2 separate regions of the Oryctolagus cuniculus genome follow, and region 2 is linked to region 1. A link is a contact called in public Micro-C data. All regions are on one chromosome and are shown on one strand. Each heading gives the region's core, a stretch centred on a gene start, on an enhancer-like site or on the middle of the called end of the contact. The rest is flanking DNA. Distances are from core to core; before and after follow the strand shown.

Evidence for each region. Hi-C and Micro-C count contacts between places; a contact is called where the count stands out from the background.
Region 2: a contact with region 1 is called in a Micro-C map of ear pinna, with 2.1 times the contacts expected there. The contact joins the enhancer-like site here to the promoter of TRIM62 in region 1. A contact is called at or near these places in 2 of 6 Hi-C or Micro-C datasets (ear pinna and an unstated tissue).

Annotation. Positions count from the first base shown.
Region 1 is chr7:139,415,567-139,421,500 of mOryCun1.1, forward strand. TRIM62 (tripartite motif containing 62) reads left to right here and starts at 2,360. Exons shown (of 5, transcript XM_070077001.1): 1 at 2,360-3,338. The coding sequence starts at 2,931.
Region 2 is chr7:139,464,009-139,470,382 of mOryCun1.1, forward strand. It overlaps AZIN2 (antizyme inhibitor 2), which reads right to left. Exons shown (of 12, transcript NM_001294156.2): 11 at 4,019-4,410; 12 at 3,878-3,984. The coding sequence ends at 4,272. Among named protein-coding and RNA genes, the nearest start is that of AZIN2, 34 kb to the right of the region's middle. Within about 2 kb of position 1,258, at least 3 of the 8 cell types and tissues checked have an H3K27ac peak or open chromatin away from gene starts, as enhancers often do. A contact at or near this core is called in ear pinna, where this site is marked.

The DNA of each region.
Region 1 (5,934 bases), core at 1,110-3,609:
TGAATATATTCCTGGTGTTACTTTTTAGACTATGAATACATTCCTGGTGTTACTTTTTAGACTGAATACATTCCTGGTGTTACTTTTTAGACCATGAATGGGAGCTGCAGGTGGTGTCTCTTAGTCTTGGTCCAGACCCCTCAGCTCCATCATGTCGGGGAAACAGAGCAACTGGACTTGCCGGGCTGAAGCGTGACGTTGCTGTCCTGCACCTTCACTGAGATGGAGTTAGGGGAGGCAGACGGCTCAAGCGGCAAAAAGACTTGGGACTGTAAAGTCTTAGGAGAGAGAAAAGAGATGTGACTTTTAGCCAGAGAAAACCATGTTGTGTACATTTGGAAGAGATTGGAGCTGGATATGAAGAGGAACTTCCCTCCTGAAAGGATCTATCCAGCAGCACCAGGTACGACCAGAGCCTCTTCTACAAACAGCTGTGAACAAAAAGGTCCACAGGCAATGGCTTCTAGAGAGTGGGAGTGTCCCTTTCTGGACCATGTGGTTGGCTGCCTCTGGTTCTAGAGGAACTAAGGTCCCCTCCGGATCTTTGCTCTCTCAGTAACCTTGGCCATCACTGTGAAAGCAGGGCCCTGGCACAGCTGTGTTGACTCCAGGGAAGAGGAACCGAAGCATGGACGAGCAGAAGCCCGGTGCCTCCCAGCCTGCTTCCAAATCTGTGCTATTGGAAGAACCCCCGCCCCCTACACACACACTCAGCCACGCTGGGGTCCAGGAGCAGCCGGAAGCGCAGCCTCCAGGGGCCAGACATCCTAGGAGAGTGAGAGGACGCATTCTGGTGGACAACTAAATAATTTCTGCTTTCTCAGCCTTGGTACGTTCCTCTTAAAGTGGGGACAATAGCATACACCAGTTACAAAGCCTTTGAGATAGACACTCAGATCCACATGTGAGCATGCTCAGCAGACCCTACTGTGCCTGAAAACAATTTCTCATTGTTTTTCCCTCTGGGCTGAAGCATCATGGGAGTGAGGAGCGTTAATTTATTCCATCCGCACATACAAGGTCTGCTGGAGTCATATCAGCAGATAGGCATTGGATAAGAAAGCCATGGCTTCATCCGTCATCAAGCCCGTTTTAATTTCAAACGCTTCAGCAACCTAGCCCTTAACCTGCTTGCTGGAAGGAAGGAAACAGGGGTGCGTGTCAGCGTACGCCGTGGGATCCATCTGCACAGAAGCAGGCTCCGACGGCCAGGAGGAGCAGTGCCTGCTGCTCGAGCCCACAGCCTGTTTCCAGCGAGGCTGGGGACACTGGGCCAGGGGACTGTGTGATGAAGGGCTGGCAGGCAGCAGGGAACTAAGAGCGGCTTCTTCAGCCATGCCTCAGTCAAGTTCAGTCCAGGGAAGACGTTGCTAAAGGAGGCGGAAGGGGGGGGCTGACTCCCTCCTCTCCCGCACCTCCAAATGCAGTCACAATGGCCCCGTCCTCTCTCCTTACCCACTGCTGGAGGTCTCAGGTCTCACCTCCCACAAGCACTATGGCAACCGCAACCTCCCTGGGGCCCGGTGTTGTTCCCTCCCCCCCAACCCTCGCAGCCGCTGCCACTGCTGCTGCTACTCAGCTGTGCACCTTTGTGGTGTCCTGAGCTCTTTGCACACACCCATCAGAGCAAGGCCCTGGTCCCTGCCTTCACCTTGCGACGCCACGGTGAGCACCTCCTGAAACCCAGATCTGGCCAGGTCGTTTCCCTGCAGAGAGCCCAGTGCCACTCTCAAGGCTGCCCACGCCCCCAAGGCCCTTCCCCACCCCACCGCCCTAAGTTCTCCCCTTTCGCGCCTCGCCCGTTGGTAATCCCCTATCCCCTCCATCTGGCACACCAGACGTGGGCTCCTGTTATGCTTTCTGCTCCTGAGCCACCCCCTCCCCCTTACACACATGCAGAAATGTTTGCCCAACGGGATGGACATTAGCCGGGGCTTTCTGAACTTCTCCCCCAGATACGCTTTGGAGTGTGAGGGCCTTGAACTTGCTGCTGAGGGTATCTCTCAAGATTCACCTTTTTATTTCAGGCAAAAATTGCGCGCTGTGCGGAGTACATAACATATCCTTGTTTGTTTCAATATAAAACCTGATTTTTTTTCCCAACTCTTCAAACTGATGATCCGGAAAGACGCTCCTTGTTTATTCCTTGCCCTCTGCAATTACCTGTTTCCTCCTCCCCCACCCCAGCCCCTGGAAAGGACTCCAGGAGAGACCTAGACGCCCTCCCTGTGCAGACCCTACAGAACAGCTGGGCTGGCGCTTCCAGGAGCAGCCGCGTGGGGGGGTGGGGGGCGGGCCGCCCCACCCCTCCCCCCGCCCGCCTCGGGGGCGGAGTCGCTCGGGTCCCGCCCACGGGGGCGGGGAGGGAGTCGCGGCCGCCGGCAGCTCGGGCTCGGCTGGTTCCGGGTTGAGAGGCTGCGCTGGACCGAAGCGGTGGCTGCTGAGCCGGCGGGGTAAGGGACCGCGCCGGGCCGGGGCTCGGGCAGTGGAGCAGGCCGGCGCCTCTCCTCTCTCCTGCAGAGCACAGCCGCTGTGCTCCTCAGCCTGGCTGCCCCCTCCCCCTGGACTCCCCATTCCCAGCCTCTCCCCCTCCCCCCACTGCCCCCATCCCCGGATTTCAGCCCCCCCAGGCCTCCGCCCCCACTCCCGAGTCCCCTGCTCCCAGCACTCCTCCCTTAGGACTGCCCGTTCCCCACATAACTCGCTCGCCAGGTACCCCCCTCCTGCTGCTCCTGGCTCTCGGGGCCACCCATCACCTCGGACCGCCCCCCACCCCGGGCGCTCATCCCAGGCGGTCTCTACCCTTAACCCTTCCCGCGCCGCCCCTCCCGGACGGCACCCCCTCCTCCGCGATCCTGGTCCCCTCGCCCCTCCCTGGGCAGCCCCGGCCGCGCCGCGCTCGCCCGCGCGCCCCCGCCGCCCCCGGCGCCATGGCGTGCAGCCTCAAGGACGAGCTGCTGTGCTCCATCTGCCTGAGCATCTACCAGGACCCGGTGAGCCTGGGCTGCGAGCACTACTTCTGCCGCCGCTGCATCACCGAGCACTGGGTGCGGCAGGAGGCGCAGGGCGCCCGCGACTGCCCCGAGTGTCGGCGCACCTTCGCCGAGCCCGCACTGGCGCCCAGCCTCAAGCTGGCCAACATCGTGGAGCGCTACAGCGCCTTCCCGCTGGACGCCATCCTCAACGCGCGCCGCGCAGCGCGGCCTTGCCAGGCGCACGACAAGGTCAAGCTCTTCTGCCTCACGGACCGCGCGCTGCTCTGCTTCTTCTGCGACGAGCCCGCGCTGCACGAGCAGCACCAGGTCACCGGCATCGACGACGCCTTCGAGGAGCTGCAGGTGCGCTGCCCGGCCGGCCCGGGGCGGGGGCGGGGCCGGCCCGCGGGCACGGCCCCTTCGGAGGTGTCTCGGGGCGGGGCCGCCGGCGAGGTCGGGGCCTATCAGGATTAATCCGGGGTGGGGCAGCGGCAAGGGGCGGGGCCTCGGGGGCGGGGCCTCGGGCTGTCTCTGCCAGGTTGGATCTGAGATTGACCTGGAGTAGGGGCGGGCCCGGGGTGGGGGAGAGGGCGAGGGTGGGGTGAGGCGGCGCAGTCACGGGACAGCAGAGCTGAGCAAGTGCCCGGCTTGGGGCAGCCAGGGGGCCAAGCCCGAGGAAGGCCAGGCGAAGGCGGGGCGGCTGTCAGGGGTCGGGGCCGCCGCGAGGAGCTGAGGGGGCCGGGTTGGGAGGAGCGCCTCTAGGGCAGCACCTGAATCAGGTATGGCTGCATCAGTACCCGGGCTCCGTTGTTCTGGGCCGGGGGAGGGCGGGGGGGATGCGGGTAAACCTGAGAGGGGTCAGAGTGGGGCGTTTGGGTGCCTAGGTGAGGCCCGGCTCTGTAAGGCTGCACAGTCAAGGTCGGACACCTGTAAGAACCGTATTGGATGTAAACCAGAGGAAGGGGCCAGGTTGAGGCTTGAAGATGAAAGACTTGGAGAAGGAGACCCAGAGCGGAGGTGCCTGGAGTTGAGGGAGGGGAGATGGCCTCCGGGGCTTTTGATGGCTCCCTTCGCTCATCATTGCCATCAGGTGTTTTGGCAAGCAGAGGAGAACTGTAACTGATCTTCCTTAAACCTTGCTGATGAGCCATTCAGCTCCCCAAACCCTACACAGTGTCCCCCGCCCCATGAAGCCTTCCCCCAGCACCACCAGCCAAAAACCTAGCGCTGGAGAAAGATTTCCTCAAATACTCTCTATGAACAAGTATGATGTTTTAAAAAAGATGTGTTCCAAGACAGGCTATATTTGGGAAGCATAGTATACTTTCTATTATCACACACCTACATCCTGAGGATTCTCTGTGAGCATTTGCCTATTAAAGGCTTGGGGAAATCTTGTAGCAAATGAGCCTATTTAACTGTGTTTGATCAAATGGTTTCCAAGCCTGCTTGAACCTGGAATCCTTTTCTTAATCCACACCATTTAAATCCGCAGCCCCATGCACCTGGCTTTGCAATACCATTCTAGCACACAATTTCCCAAGGGCAGGGCTGTGGCCCCCGAGCCTGGTGCAAGACCTGGCCCCCAGGACACGCCAGTACAGGTGAATGAAAGAAAGAGTGAATGAATGACCAACTCTGTTCTAAGCTGGCCCAGATCGTGGAGAGTTTGGAAGCAGCAGGTTTTTGGCTGAAACATTTTATGCAAATGGACTGGGCTCACCCAGGAGGTAGTGAGCTCTCAAGCAGGAGCTAAGTACCTATTTTCCCTTGTGTTCTTTTTTTAAAGCATTCATTTTTGAAAAAAAAAAGTTTTATTTATTTGAAAGGCATAGCAATAGGGAGAGAAAGAGAGAGAGATGTTTTCCATTTATTGGTTCACTCACTAAATCGCTGCAGCATCAAGGGCTGTGCCAGGCTGAAGCCAGGATCTAGGCACTCTTTTTGGGTTTCCTACATGGGTAGCAGGGACCCAAGTACTTGGGCCATCTTCTGCTGCCTTCCCAGGTACAAGCAGCAGGGAGCTGGATCGGAAGCGAGGCACTGGCACTTGGATATGGGATGCCCATACCACAAGCAGCAGCTTAACCCACTGCACCACAACACCTGCCCTTCCTCTCTGTTCCCAGGGGTCCCAACCCTGACCCATGCAAATCTTGGTAGGTGGCCTGTACCTAGCAGGTGCCATGAGGATGACCATCGACCCGGGAGAAATGGCCAGTGTTCAGCATCGCCACCTCCCTGTCTCTCTCCTCCCAAAAACATGACTTCAGGTCAGCTGCCTGAGGATGGAGGCCACATGGGAGGGTGAGCAGGAGTCAGGGGCTCTGGGAGCTTGCAGAGGTGAGCATTGGCCCTCCATCCCTGAGGTCCTTTTGCTGGGCGCTGGTGTCCCCGTCTCCCCACCTGTGAAGTCACATCAAGAGGGAGGGGGCCAGAACCTTGGACAGAGCTGGACACTGACAGTGAGAGTCTGAGGGACCCTGGAAGCAGCAGGCCAGCTTCTTCACTATGCAGATGTGGACTGAGGTCGGGGAAGTCCCGGGACTCCCCCATAGCCATACCTGGGCGGATCTGTGCCCTGCCTCCCTGCTCTTCACTCCCTGTCTGTCTCTCTAGCCCTACCTCAAACCAGGAAATCCGAATGATTGTGATTTGGGCTTTTGCCCTGCATTCTAGGACCTGGGGCATGCAGGAGAAACTGAACATATATTTCCTGCCAACATTACTGAGACACTTTCATTCTTGGATGGAAAGAAAAGCAGGGTAGCCACTCGCTTACCCATGAGCGCCCTATCCTGGGCACAGACACACTTGGGTTCCAGACCTGCCTTGGGCCCTGTCTGTGTAACTTGGCAAGGCATTTCAGGGAAGGCCTGATGCTCCCTCTAATAAAATGAGGTCAGATGTTTCCTTCCTGAGGCTGACCCAGGGTGAACCTGCCATGTGCGGTGCCTGG
Region 2 (6,374 bases), core at 8-2,507, 47 kb after region 1:
AATGATCTCATTTGAGCAAACGCAGAAATCGTGGCACAAAGCATGACTTGCAAGGATACAGTTAATAAGTGGCAGAATCAGGATTGCAACACAGGCAGTGAGGGGTCGGGCCTGTGCCATAACAAGCACTTTACAAGTCCGTGTGGATTAAATCACTTAATGTGAAGAACTGGCACTGTGGCACAAGGCCAAGCCAGCATCCTGTATCAGAGCACAGGTTCCGGTCCAGGCTACTCTGCTTCTGATCCAGCTCCCTGCCAATGCGCCCAGAGAGCAGCAGCAAATGACCCAAGTATGTGGGCCCCTGCCACACACATGGGAGACCTGGATAGAGTTCCAGGCTCCGGCTTCCCCTGGTCCAGCCCCGGCTGTTGCAGCTGTTTGGGGAGTGAACTAGGGGATGGAAGATCTCTCTTGCTGTCTCGCCCACTTTCTGTTACCCTTTCAAAACTGCGAAGCTAGGTATCAGCAGCTGGTAGACACTCTCATTTCAAAATGTAAAACATCTTGGTGTGGAAATCAAGAATTTGTTCACAGCCCCTGGTTTTCTGCATGCACTCAGCAGATGTCCTCTCTCAAACACGAAACGCACGGCTGAGAACACTGCGGATACACCGCCTCAGACCTGCGTGTTTTCCAGGTCTTTTATTCTGGGGTACTGGTACTTTTTAAGTGGAAGCGGAAGTAGTTGATGGTCACCAAGCCCACTTCCGGTGTTGTCAGGAGCCCTTCTAGCCCGGAAGACACCAGGCCGCCCCCTTCCCATACCGCCTTCGTCCTGGCTTGACCCCTTTCCCATAGGCGTCCCGCCCTCGGAGAAGGTCGGCTTTTCGTTGGTGGAGGTTAAGGGGCGGAGCTGCGTCTCTCTAACTTCAACCAATGGGCTCTGTTGTTTCTTCTCACCGCTGTGTGGACTCAGTTCCTCCTCCGGGCCGGCAGAGGGCGAAAGAGCCTGTGACTCGGGGCTAGGGGGTGCGCGGAGTCGGGGGGCAGGTCCGGAAGTGACGTCACACGCCGGAATTCCACGGCCTCCAGGACTGAGGAGTGATGGGCAGGGTTGGCTCCGTCGGCTGGACACCGAGTCGTCTTGTTTGGGCGAGGCGGTAGTTCCGAGAGGCGTTTCTAACCCTGAAACGGGCGCTTCTAGAGGAAGGGGCTCCTCGTGTCCCGTCTGCGAGAGCCTCCCCGGCACCAGCGCGCGTCCCACACACGCGCGGAGAGCGGCGCCGGGGCACGGGCTGCGGGGTCGCGTTGTGCGGCGTCCCTGGGGACGGAGTGTCCGCGTCCCACAGACGGGGAAGCGCAGCCCGGGACGGGCATCCCGCGTACAGGGGCTTGCCAGGGTAGAGCAGATAAGTGGCCGGACGTCGAAGTGGGGTGTCAGCTGACCAAGGAGTGAGTGTTAGGATTCCTACTACTGCATGGGCCGTGCGTAGACAACCAGCCAGCCAGCCAGCAGGTGCGTTCGGATTTATCCGGCTAGCCTACCCGAGGGTCACCTAGCTGAGTGACGGCAGAAAGCGCCTGCCCGCTAGTGGGTGGGGCTAGACCTGAACATGCAACCCTGGGGTCACTCGTAGGGCTCTCAGTTCCTGTGTTAACCCCAACTGAGAAAGGGCCAAAATGCTGCCCCCTTCTGGATTCAGGGGTGCCCTCTCCCCAGAGTTAGCAAGACCATAGTCTAAGGGTGGACGGAGGCTTCAGATCCTGCTAGCAAGTAGGAGAGAGGCTCGCTGCCCTTGTGGGGTTAACAGAGGCGCAGGAAGGTAGAACAATCGCAGGACGTTGTGAGCAGAGTTCTCTACAGGATGCTGGCGAAGCCGGGAGAAGCTGCTCTAACCTAGGCGTAGAGCCCCAAGCTGAGACCCAAAAGTTCCTTTGGTCCACAGCTACTGGACAGCTACAAGTATTCCAGGCACCGCGGACGCAGCTGTCCCTGTCGAATGTACTTCCGTTGTCTTCCCAAAGGGCCTGTCACACTTGTGCTCAGAGCATCTAGGGCTCCCTGCTGCCTGCTGAATCAAGTTCAGCCTCTGTCACTCAAGCTCCTCACGATTGCGTTGTTCCGTGCGTCCCTTGAGGACGCGTGCGGACTTCTGCATCACCGATGTCCACCGCCGGGCATGGCCACAGTTAGCGCTTAATACCTGCCCGAGGAATTCCTTCTCAGTGCCATTTATCGAGCACCTAGTGATGCACTAGGCTCTGCGCGAAGTACTTTATCCCCATTTTTTTTGTTTGTTTGTTTGATCTCAATAACCCAGAGGGGAAAACACTCAGCAGCCACATTTTACAAACGATTAAACAGATTCAGAAAGGTTATTCATTAGCATATACATCTGCTCTGTTCCGGGTGACAAGGACAGCAGTGAGAAAAATAAAAAATAAGGTTGCTGCAGCCCAGGAGCTGCTGTCCCGACTACAGGCAGATGCAACGCAAACATGCCACAGAGGAAGCTGGGCATAGCCGTAGGCGCCGTGAGGACACAGGCGGGGGGGGGGGGGGGGGGGCGCTACGCTACAGGAAGGCATCTGGGCAGAAGCTGGGCGAAGGGAATGAGGCCCCCGATCACCGGCGAGGGCAGTCAGCGCAGGCTCAGCCATGGAGACGGTGTGGTCATACCTCCCAGAGCGGGCAAAGGAGTGAATGGAAGGGGAGGGCCACGGGAGGTGCTGGGGAGAGGGTGTCCCTCGGGAGGTCCCAGGCAGGACGGCCTGGTGAGGGGTCACTGCCCCTGCATCACTTGGGAGGGGCTCCAAGGACCGGCTGGGATACTGAGTGAAAAGTCCCGAGTAGGCAGATTGGTAGAGCTGGTGAGGGGCCGTGCTCACAGCGGGTGGGGAAAGGGAAAATGCAGACTGCTAGCGGGTGGAGGGTTCCTTCTGGGGCTGACGACCGTGTTCCAGGGTTGACTGGTGATGGTTGCACAGCTCTGGGGAGGTCCCGCCAACACTCTGAAAGGGTGAATGTGGGGGGTGTTTAGCCTAGCAGTGAGGACACTGGTAAGACTCCTGTGTCCAATATCAGAATAATCTGAGTTCAATTCCCAGCTCCAGCTGCTGACTCCGGCTTTCCACCAATGCGGATTCTGGGAGGCAGTGTTGATGGCTCCTGCCGCCCACGTCAGAGACCTGGATTGAGTTTCTGGCTCCTAGCCAGGCCGTTGCAGGCACTGAGGAGTGCACCAGTAGACAGGAGTGAGCTCGCGCTCGCTGTCTCTTGTAAATATATTTTTGGAAGGTGTTTTTGAAGGCCAAGTTTATGCCATGTGAACTGTAAGATCTCCTGCAGCAGATAGGGGAGCTCCAGGCTCTGAGCCCAGCTGATAAGCAACTCCCAGGCCCAAGGAGCACAGCTTGGGGCCCTGGCTGCGTGCGGGAGCCTTGTCTGTGATAAGCACTTGCTCTCAGGTGGCAGGGCCATGCACACCGGGACACAGCAACAGCCTATGGTCAAGTCTTTCCAGCAGCTGCTGCCTGAAGGCACAAAGTCAGCCGCCATGCGCCTGCATCCCTCTTCCCACCTTGCCAGCTTACAGAACAGGAGGCAGAGGCCACTCACGACCTCCCAGACACCCATCTCTGCCCTTGACCTTTGGCGTGCGTTTCCAAAGTCCTATCAAGTCCTTTGGGCCAGGCCTTGGGCTGGGTGTTGGGTTCACGCAGAGGCCACTCGCCAGTCCCTAGCTACCCCTGCCAGCTTTGGAGGCCTGCGGGGAGAGGGATGAGTCAGAGAAGGTGGGCGCCCATGAGAGAGACCCACACCGCAGCTGGGGCCCAGGGGTGAGGTCAGGGCTGAAGCCGAGGATATGGGTGCACGCGGGCAGCGCGGGCAAATCTCGTCCGGGCTGCTTCATGAATTAACTGCTCGGTGCCACTGGAGTATAAGAAAACTAAATATTTATTTGCTTCATATTTACAAAGGGAGGAAGGAGATGGCGGGAGACCCTGTATTGCACCCCTCCCCCCGACACACACACACACACACACACACACACACACACACACACACACACACCTGGCTGACCAGGCCCTTGCGAGGCACAGGAGGCAGACACGACTGAAGGGACAGGATTTATGTTGCATACTTGAACTACAGCGAGTGTGAGACTGGTCCTATTTACAGGGCAGAAACTACAGGTGGAGTGTGGGGGCAGCAGAGCAGGCACCTGAGTCCCGGCCGCAGGGCGCTCTGCTCGCCGCCTGCCCCACCTCTCCCAGAGGCATCGCTGGGGCCCCGCGGGGGTTCTCCAGGGGGGAACGGGGCCCGCTCACATGATGCTCGCCGGGGTGAAGACGGGGCCCACACACAAGGTGTCTGTGATCTCCCAGCCGCAGGACAGAGGCTTGCACACGCCCTCGGCGTCCTCCTCCTGGTCCGCGGGCAGCAGCTGCCCTCGCAGCGCTTCCCTGGGGGCGAGAGGGGTGCTGGGGGCCATGGGCCTGGGCACCTGGCTGGCGGGGGGTGGGGGCACCTGCTGACACCTGCCCACCTTCCCACACTGCCCCCTTCCACCACCACCACCACCCACAAAGGAGAAGGAAGTGCATTGATTGAGCACTGACTGTGTGCCAGATGTGCTAGGCACTTGACTTACGTTATCTAACGGTGGCCTCCCCCACACCCCACCAGGGGACATTTTGCTGCTGAGAAAAATGAGACCCGGAGAGGAGGGGCCTTCCCAGAGCACATCTCTAGCAGGTGGTGGAATGTGAACCCAACAATCACACTCCAAAGTCCGTATCCTCGCACCCCAGGCTTAGGGCCTGAAAAACATCATCTCCTGCCTACCCCCCCAATCCCACAAACCATTCCTCCCCCTGCGTGCCCTCATCAATAAATGGCTCCACCTTCTGATCAGCTGCGGGGGCTGCCCTTGGAGATCTTGTCCCTGCTCCCAGCGAAGCCCCACCAGACATCCTTGCATGGATGCACTGGTCTCCGCTCCCACTGGCATCCCCACGTGGTCTCCCGGCCTGCTCATGTTGCCTCCCTGGCCCAAGACATCTCCCCAAAGGGCAAACCCCCGCTCCGGAGCTTTGAGCAGCTCCCAAAGTGCTGGAGCCCCTACCCTCCCAGACTGGCACTGTCCTCCCTGCTCCCCTGTTCCTGCAGGCCAGTGACACCCCCTTGCCTGTCGGGTGCTGCTTTCCGAGGGGCGGCCCTGAGCGCCCCTCCCCAGCTCGCTGTCTCCCCCTCCCTGTGGCCCTGTCACTCTCTGCCTGCATCTGGGTGCAGCTTTGCGCCACAGCTGACTGCCTGCTGTTGTAGATGCTCCAGTGGCCCCGAGGCCGGGCACAGAGCCAGGCACTAAAGCGTTTGCAGGAATACAAGTTGATAAGGGAAACGTCTAGACTTACGCATTTCAACGCATCAACATTTTGGGGTCTTAGTGATGGATGCAGCTGACAAACCCACACCCCCTGTCACTCAACCTTCAAGGCAACCCCAGACCTAGCCCCGCTTCCCTCTCCAGTCACAACCAGCCCCTTAGTGCCTCCAGCACACATCTGGGCTCCGTTCCTCCTGCCGGCAGAACCCTGCCCATGCCCTCCTGCCAGCTGACTCCCGCTTCCTCCGGGAGGGAGGGCTCAGAGCTTCCACCCTGTGTCCGAGTACCTGGGCCCCTGCAACCACAGGGGAGACCTGGATGAAGCTCCTGGCTCCTGGCTTCAGCCTGGCCCCAGCCCTGGCCTTTGCAGACTTTTAGGCACCAGTTCCAAACCCAGCTGCTCTACTTCTGATCCAGCTCCCTGTTAATGTGCCCGGAAAGGCAGCAGAGGATGGCCCAGGTCCTTGGGTCCCTGCACCCACGTGGGAGATCAGAAAAAAAAAAAAATCCTGGCTCCTGGCTTCAGCCTGGCCCAGCCCCAGCTGTTGCAGCCATTTGGGGAGTGAACCAGCAGATGGAAGACCTCTCTCTCTCTCTCTCTCTCTCTCTCTCTGTAACTGTACCTTTCAAATAAATCTTTTTTAAAAATAAAAAATAAGTATATGTATACACATCTTATACGTGATTAATGAACATGTTTCGACTGGGGTCCCAGCCCCAAGAAATCTCATTACAGATAGGCAAATATTCCAAAATCCAAAATAAGCCCCGATCCAAAGCCCAGCTGGCCCTCAGCCTTTGGGACAGGGGATACTTGGCCTGGATCGTGAGTGCCTGTCTGCCCCTCGGTGTCTCTCACAGGGCCGTGAGCTCCTCCGGGGATGCTCAGCCTCACTCACGGCCACAGCCAGAGGCCAAGCCCAGGCCTCTCCTGGACTCAGCAGCCAAGAGCTACTTGTCAAACTGGATGACACGGAAGCAGGGTCCCAGATCTCAGCTTCCCCCAGGCTGCTTCTGCACAGCGTTCCCCCTACCCCCCAG